Regions from separate parts of the Mus musculus genome. Here all the other regions are linked to region 2. The links are chromatin contacts, called in public promoter capture Hi-C maps. All regions are on one chromosome and are shown on one strand. The core of a region is the stretch at or near the end of the contact, and the rest is flanking DNA. Distances in the headings are between cores, read along the strand shown. Region 1 holds the start of Ccdc25 (coiled-coil domain containing 25). Region 2 holds the start of Fdft1 (farnesyl diphosphate farnesyl transferase 1). Region 3 holds the start of Tnfrsf19 (tumor necrosis factor receptor superfamily, member 19).

Region 1 (2,791 bases), core at 167-2,666, 2.7 Mb after region 2:
TTAACTGAGGAATGTCAACCCAGAACATGTTTTTTTGTGTGTTTAAAAGCTCACCCTGAGGAAAGACTGAGAAAATGTTGCACTGGGATCCCAAACATCCAGTGTAGTATCCGGCCAACTAAAAAAGACTTTCTATTGGTTTAAACCCATGTTGGAGCAGTCTTCTCTGGTGGATAGCCTACAACATTGACCAGCACCAGGAAACCCAGAATGATAGTGGGTTTTGTAAAGTGAAAGAATTAGAACAATAGTGGAAACTGCTTAGTGGGAGACTCTGGCTAGTTTCTTCTTTTGAGAGAGTTAAAGCCAAAGAGGGGACATTTTTACCATCAGGTTCTACTTGCCTAGAATTTCCTGCTCTATGAAAGACTAGGCTCTCCAGGGACGGTAAAACTCCTTTTCTGTAGCCCTTTTGTGTGGTCTGACTTTTGGAGCTTGTTGGAGGGATACAGCCCGAAATGGACTCTCATATTTTTTCTTTATCAGAAATAAGAAAAACTTCCAAGTCAAACCTAGGAAGGCTGTGGAATTTTGTAAATTTATAGCAAGAGGTTCTGAACTTCAGAAGTTTGGTATTTGTTCAGTCTTGTAGGTAATAAGGAGCAGACATTAGATTTAAAGGAACAAAAAATAGCCCTACTCGGAATCCCAAAAAAGGAGAGTGTCTCTGGGTAGTAACAGTAACAATTCATTTGAGAACCTTCTGTCCTCGATGCAATTTAGTTCATTGTTTGACTGGGCAAGACAGTGCAGCATTTCTTCCATCTTGTATTCTTGCTGAGGCCATCTCAGGCTTAGATAGGGTTTGATGAACATTACCTAACTCTATTCTGACTAGTTTGGTCAAGTCAACAAACAAAAAACACAACAAAACCCTCACCTATGTCAAGTAATGGGAGAATGAGTTTATTTAAAAATTGGTTCTTGGGGCTGGTTAGATGGCTCAGTGGGTAAGAAAGAGCACTGACTGCTCTTCCGAAGGCCCGGAGTTCAAAACCCAGCAACCACATGGTGGCTCACTATCGTCCGTAATGAGATCTGATGTCCTCTTCTGGTGTGTCTAAAGACAGCTACAGTGTACTTACGTATAATAATAAATAAATCTTTTAAAAAAATTGGTTCTTACTGAGTGCCTCCTGAGGAAATGGTTACAGGGACCCTTAACCATGCATGAAAAAGGCAGTTTCTGCACGCATGGAGCCCATATTGGGTTGAGTGGGAAGACATAAAAAGCGATGACCAACTCTCGTGTCCACTTAGTAGAGCCTCTGAAAATAAAGTCTGCCCTTAGTATTTTTTCTTTATGACTTCAAACAAGATGTATTTCCCCAGCTAATTTCTTTCAACCAGACGCTTGAGCGGAATCCTCAAAATCCCCGGGACACCTGCTCTTCCGCCAACACCCTTCCCTTCGCCAGGACTAAAGATGGCGCTGACAGGACGGCGTTGTGACGCGACGGCACGTCCGCCGGAAGTGTCCTGAGGAGAGCCTGGAAGCCGGCTCACCCTCGCGCCGGCGGTATCTCAAGCTTCGCGTTTTGAGTAGGAGTCGCCACTCTTCTACCAGGATCATGGTGTTCTACTTCACCAGCAGCAGCGGTGAGTGACGCCGGGGCCCCTGCTTCCAAAGCCGGCATTCCCCAGCCGCCGCGCTGGGCTTGGACTTAGTCCTGAACCGCGTCCTTCCGCGGGCACCTCTCCCAGAGCCTTCTGGTTCCCTGCTTGGCCGTCCCCTCGGCTGCCTGGTCGTCCCCTGGCCCCGGTGGTCGCGGCGGGAATGCGCCCCCGCTTTCTTTATACCCGGTAATCATTCTCGTCCCCACTTGACAGACCCGCCAACGCTTCCTGGACGTGTGTGCGTTCCAGCCTAGTCCCCCACGTCCCCGTCGCAAGCCTTTGCCCTAGCGTTCTGCCCGCACCTTGGAGCGATGCTTGACCAGTGCGACAGGTGCCAGCAGATGTCTCCTGCAGGAAGAGTAGCTTGCCCTCCTACGCAGGGAGGGCCTGGGGTGCCGCGGAGAGCAATCGGAGGGCTGGAATGTTAGTACAGCCCCTCCCTGGGCAGAGGTGATGGTCCAGTGGACGTCTGCTAAGGCTACTGGGTTGGTTTTGGAAGGCCAGAAAGAGCTGTTTCGGTTTCCAGGAAATGCCGCGTCAACTTAGTTTCTCTGCCCATATTGTCCAGAATCAATTTCTAATTTTAAACTCTCACCCCATTAAAATAGCGCTTGCCTTTTTGAAGACACTGTGTGAGACCCAGTTTCCTCGTCAAGATAAAATATGCATTTCTTTCTGGACCCCCCTTAACATTCCTTTAGGACTGCTCTCATGTGGTATTAAAAGGTGTCTGCTTGAGCTACCGGGCAGGTCTCTTGAGGGGCAGTCTGTCTTGTCTCCTTAGCATAGTGCCCTACTTACACAGTTGGCTGCTGTGTTGATTTTTGCCCCTTCTTGAGACAGTGAGTGGCTCAGGTTGCTTCAAACATAGACTCTCCTGCCTGAAGGCTCCCTGACGTTGGCATTACTTTCTAGGTCCCCAGATCTGGAGTTATTGTTTGGTGGTTTTGTCTCTTAGTACTTTTTAGTTTGTTTATTTTTGAGACAGGATCTCATTATGTAGCCCTTGGCTGGCCTAGAACTCACAGTGTAGATCAGGCTGGCTTTGAATTCATGCTACCCTCTGCTCTGCCTCCCCAGTGCCGGGATTAAAGGCATGTACTACCTAGCCTTTCATGATACTTTTAACTGAAGCATTATTTTGTGAAGCGTCCTTCAGTGTGAGGTGTTTGTT
Region 2 (2,878 bases), core at 94-2,593:
AACCCTGAAGTTGTTGCGAGACTGAAATAAAGAATCTTGCATCTGAAAGTGGCTCTGGGATCACGGGTCTAAGTTAAAGGGTGCTAGAGAAGGCAGGTAAGGAGACCTTGCAGGTCAGAATGAACTACCTGTCACTGGAGCTGTCAGGAGCTCAAGTTGGATTATAAAGCAGATTCTTGCTCTTGCTCTGATTACTTATCCGTGCAAGAATCTGGCAACTGTACCTTCTTCTCCCCTGAAACCTACTCTTGGCGTTCATTTCCTTGTGGACCCTGTCTATGCCCTTAATTACACTGCTATCCATGTTTTACCCCACAGAGTGCCCATCACTGACAGGTGTCCAGGGTCTGCTGAATGGCTGAGAGCACTTGTTAGAGCTAAATCTTAAAAAAGGGAGGATTCTGAATGAGAAAAGCAAGGGCACCAATTAAGAATACCTTTAAATAAAATACAGTGCCTGATGTTTCCAGTGAAGGGGAAACGTTTAAGTTTTTGATGTTAACTGGATGTGTCATCATGCAACAGTTACATACTTTTGTCAGAGTAAGTATTATCATAAAAGCACGCGTTTAAGAAAGGGAACAGACCAATGAAATACGAAAAAAACCAAAAAAACAAACATGTTCTGGCCTCTGGCAGCCAATAACTAGTAGGAACTTGGACACAACAAAAACCGTAGGAAGCACCCAGGAATAAAATAGTGGCTGCAGAAAGGTGAGTAAGCTTATGCGGGAGGTGATGTCTGAAAACTGGAAGGAGTGGGTGGGGCGAAGTAAGTTTCATTCCAGTGAAAATAGGCACGATAACTCCTCCAGGGTTCCTTATGTTCTCAAAATTGTTCTCAACCGTGTTCTCTTTAATCTCAATTCTGGAACGCACCCATTTAGGTAAAAATAACTCCAAGCTTAGAAGAACAAAATACGCAGCCAAACTACCAAGAAAAGCAATGGCTTGAACAGACAGAAACCTTGAAAGGCGGGGGGGGGGGGGGGGGGACATGGCCCTAGTGGGGGTGCGCGACCCAGGCAGGGATCCCGCCTTCCGTGAAGACCAGGGTGTCAGAGACCATCCATCCTCTAGAGACCTCTTGTGCGGGAAGCCGCCACAGGCCTGCGAGGGAGCAGGGATGCTCGACTTACCTGGTCCATCTTGGGTATAAAATTCCGCCGGCCTCCCATGCGGAATCGCAGCAGGTTATAGAACTCCTCCGGGTGGCCTAGACACTTGACGAACTCCATCCTTGCGACTGCTGGGCGCGGGGCTCACCTGTCGGGATCTCCCGCTCCCACCTGTGTTTAGACGCCGGGGAGTGGGCAGGGCGAGGAGGCGGGGCCAGCGCCGGACGTCCCGCCCACCTCCCGCCCTCCTCAACCGGCCGCGCCGCTCGCGCCTCCAGGCTAGGACGCGCGGAGTGGACTGACGGACGTTGATTGGCCAGAGCTGCTCGCACCAGGAAAACGTTAACCAATCGGAAGCCGGAGGAGCCTGGCGCGATGACCACACCCTAGAATTTGATTGGAGAGCTGGAAAGCAGCCAGCGAACACGATTGGTACCCAGCAGAGAGCCTTTGTTCCTGCGTGTCGTAGGCTGGCAGCGAGCGAGGCGCATGCGTGGACGTTCTGGAGTTCCGCGAAAGGCTTGAGAGCTTTGCACGATCCTAGGGACCTCGGCCTCCAGTCTGAGTTCACCTCTTGATATACCTAAGGGGTTGGCTGGCAAAGCCGAGTCAGAGTGAAAGGGTAGCAGGGACTGGAAACGCGCCTCGCGGCTTGAGAACAGATAAAACAGTCTTGCTTTCCTCCGAGGAGTTTACAGGGGCTCGAGTTTACCGGGGCTTTGCTGAGCCCCGGGAAACTCCAAGCGGGACAGCGCACAGTATTTCTCAGACTTCTCCACCCGTCTTTTGTGAGACGACATGGCGATGATTCTTGGATCCCATTTTCAAAGCTGCAAAAACAAAGGGAACTGAGCTCTTAATACCTCTCGATGTTCTAGTTGACGTGAACCAGGACTTATGTAGTGCTTGCAAAATCTGCCCGAGATTGGGCCTCCCAGGGATGTGATGGGAACAAATACCTCCTGCTCTCCCCAGTTAAGGATTGCAAGGAGCGAGGAAGGGCTCCCTCCCAGTTCTATTGGTAGTTGATGGTTGCTGGTGGAATGACTTAAAAAGTTACTAGCATAAATGATACATAAGTTTTATTATGAAGTCTTCATACACTTATATAATGTATTTTTATTACATTCCCCTTTACAGTCATAATTCTTACTGTTCCAATTAGCCTTCATTTCTACTTACACCTTTTTATTATATTTTGATGTGAGCATAAGTGTTATCACACACATACCATGTGTGGAAGTCATTTCTCTTCTTCCATTTGACTCCTGGAGATAGAACTCAGGTCATCAAGTTCGGTGGTGCCTTTGTATCACCTAAAGATAGACAAAGATTTTAAGTGGTATGTCTGCTAGTAAGTTGCCCATACTTCTGTTAGTAACCCTAATTAAACCTACTGACAGATCAAGAAGAAAAATGACTAGTTTTAAAGACAAGTTCAAGAAGAGTGGGGGCGGGAAGACGAGAGAATAATAGGGGTTGAATATGATCAGAATATATTATATACGTTATAAAATGTCATAATACAGCCCATTGTTATATATGGTGAATATGCTAGTAAAAACATATTAAAATTATTAAAATGTGCCAGTTTGGTCCTCAATGCTTGAGTCCTTCTATAGAAAACTTCTGTGTTGGAGCTTTAGTCTAAAATGGGGAATTTTAGAGATGGGAATTTCATAGGGATTATATATAAACAAGGCCACAAGGGCAGGCCTTAAAATTAATTCCAATGGAATTGGTGTCCTTAACTACAAGAA
Region 3 (2,700 bases), core at 125-2,624, 2.1 Mb before region 2:
TCTCCTATTTTCAGAGGTTACAGAGCCTGGCTTGGGTATTTTTAGCCAAACCTAACGCAGCTTGGCGCTCCCTGTTTCCGAGTTCCTCCGCTTTACACTTGAAAGGCTTCAGTCCTAAATGCCTTTGCAGAGATTCCCTTGGGAATGCGAATGGCAAGGACACATGTGCGATAGATTCACATCTCCCGGAGGCCGGAGAATAAAGTAGTAATATTGCTAGGATTGCTAGAGAGGAGTTTTGCTCCGTAGGGTGGGGGGAGATAGGGGAAGAGAAAGGAAGGTGGGGTGGGAGTGAGGGGGTGTTAACAGAATCCCACCGTTTCTAAATAAAGTAAGAGGAGGTTTTCCAGCCCAGCTTCCAGCGTCTGAAACCCTGCTGGCAACAAACATTAGCGAGGCTCTGTTTTTGTCCTGTTGGAACTACTCACTTCCAAGTAAGATTTGCATGACAGATATCAAACTCTTGTGCAAACCGCGAAACAATTGCATCAAGAATCAAATTCAGTTTCACGTGCACGCAGCCTGGTGCTGGACTTGGCTTCAGGCATGCTTGCTGGGAGCTGATAGCCATTTTTCCCCCTTTGAACATGCGAGGAAAACGCAGTGAAAGTTCCAACCACACACGAACGCCTACCTGCTACTCGCCAGTGCTGTGCTCCAGACTCACGCTTTCCGCAGCTTGGTAGCACTTCCGCGCCAAACGCTTTTACCTTCCCAAAAATGTGTGTGGGCGCAAGCCCAGACAAACTTCAAATCCAGGAAAATGGATTACCCGCGCAGATCAAAGGCAGGCGAACTAGGAGATGGAGTGCCTGTAATCTGATCGCCGATCAGTTGCTGCGCATCAAAGGCAAGGCTGAGTTTACTCGCTACGCGCGCAGATCTAGAAAGTTCGCTACCGTCTGGTTCTTTTGTTAAACGTGGGCCACGTTGTTCTGCCCCAGCTCTGGAGAGCAGGCTTCCCCAGCCTGGGCTGAGCGGCTGGATCTGCAGCTCTCTCTCGCGGTGCCCCAGCTGGGCTGCCTAGTGCCAGCGCTGCTGCGCCGCATCCCTTTCATCTCGCTGAGTGGCAGCTCCCATGACATCATGCCGTGCCGTGGGGCTGGCCGGGAGAAGCCAGTCAGCCTGATTTCTAGTCGCGTTGGTCTGTGCCTCGCCCGCGACAGCCCTGCAGTGTGTCTCTTGGCTGGGAGGGACACACCAGGACTGCTCTGGGCCTCTGTGCTCCGGGCCTGTAAGGTCCTGGATCGTTGCAGGTTCCAGTAGACAGCATCAAGCCGCTGCCTGTGACAAAAAGCACGAAGTCCCTACCAGAGCAGGGTAGTCCGAAACGCAGCAGAGCGGCACAGCAGTGTTTAATTAGGCCGTTTCTCCGAACACCTGCCTTACACCGCCAGGGTCACAGGCAAACGTTTTAAAAAGCTTGATTCCCCACCCCCAACCCCACGCGCGCGGCTCCCCACCCCAACACACACATACTGCGACAAGTCTTTAAGAATTAGTAAAATGTCTTTTCCTGGTGAAAGTATTACAGGTGGCGCCAGTCAAGTATGGCTTTCATTGAGTGAAGGAGTGGATACTACAACTTACAGAGATACCGCCACTAGCTCACTGGACACCTGGGTCAGAAGCTTGTTAATCTAAATTTGGGGTCCTAATAAAACAACAACAACAAAGGATGCCTTCCTTCTGAGTTGCAATCATGGATACCTCTAGCGACTCCTAAAAGTCACAGAAAGGTGACTTAGAGGAAAGCATTTGCTTGCAATCACTCCACAGCTTCTGTCCCAGGCAAAGCACAAATCACAGTTTGGATCCAGCTGAGAAATCGCCACCTTATTTTCTGTACTGTAAAACGGAACTTAGTGTCCGTTGTTTAGAATACCCACGAGGCTGGTAAAGCACTGTGGTCGGAATGTGGCATGTTTTTGAACATGGAGCTGTTTATTCTGGGAGAGAGAAAAGATTTCCATTATATGATGGAACTGCATCTGTTTGCAGAAGGGCACTGAAAAATATCATCTGCAGCACCCTTAGAGGAACCCACTTCCTTCCTGTGACTTCCTTCTCTTATCAGTTGCATCTCATTTTTCCTGGTGTGATATTTAAAAATAGTTTATGCCCTGTCTATCTCCAGCTGTCTTTGATTCCTGTGTAAATCTTGATGGCAAAATACTTGGTTTGTGAGTTCATTGTAACACTTAAATAGATCTATTTGGTTTCCAGTATTTTTCCCCAGTGGGAGGTGGAGGCTGAACCCCAGGGCCTGTTCATGCCCTCCATCTCTGAAATGTCCCTGAGACACATGGGGCTTACTTTGTACTTGTTTGTTTTCTTTTTCCTTTTCGAGACAGGGTCTCCAGTGTCATGAGCTGGCCTCAAAAGTGCTGTTTATTCAAAGACAGCTTTGAACTCTTGATCCTCCTAAAGGCTGGAATTACAGACATCCACTGCTACATTCAGTTTATGTGATTATGGTTTCTGAACTTAGGGCTTCATGCATATTAAACAAGCACTCCACCAATTGAACAATGTACCCAGCCTCACATCCTTCAAATGAGCAGGCATGCTTTTGCATACTATCCCAAGACACCTGTACCTACAGAGCTCCTGAGCTCCAAGGACTCATGAAATCAGGGGCAAACTATTTCCAAGAAGGCTGACTTTTCTCTGAGGTAACCCAGATGTTCCATGGTCTAG

The links. Promoter capture Hi-C pulls out the DNA fragments that hold promoters and counts their contacts.
Region 1: a contact with region 2 is called in a promoter capture Hi-C map of neutrophils, with 3 times the contacts expected there. The contact joins the promoter of Ccdc25 here to the promoter of Fdft1 in region 2. A contact is called at or near these places in 2 of 39 promoter capture datasets (neutrophils and pre-B cells).
Region 3: a promoter capture Hi-C map of pre-B cells shows a contact between it and region 2, with 3 times the contacts expected there. The contact joins the promoter of Tnfrsf19 here to the promoter of Fdft1 in region 2. A contact is called at or near these places in 3 of 39 promoter capture datasets (the C10 cell line, liver and pre-B cells).

The regions. Positions count from the first base shown.
Region 1 is chr14:65,835,886-65,838,676 of GRCm38.p6, forward strand. It overlaps Ccdc25 (coiled-coil domain containing 25), which reads left to right and starts at 1,417. Exons shown (of 9, transcript NM_145944.5): 1 at 1,417-1,599. The coding sequence starts at 1,572.
Region 2 is chr14:63,176,544-63,179,421 of GRCm38.p6, forward strand. Fdft1 (farnesyl diphosphate farnesyl transferase 1) reads right to left here and starts at 1,344. Exons shown (of 8, transcript NM_001360211.1): 1 at 1,140-1,344. The coding sequence starts at 1,238.
Region 3 is chr14:61,045,481-61,048,180 of GRCm38.p6, forward strand. It overlaps Tnfrsf19 (tumor necrosis factor receptor superfamily, member 19), which reads right to left and starts at 1,375. Exons shown (of 10, transcript NM_013869.5): 1 at 635-1,375. All of the region lies in intron 2 of Gm41167 (a long non-coding RNA gene), which reads left to right.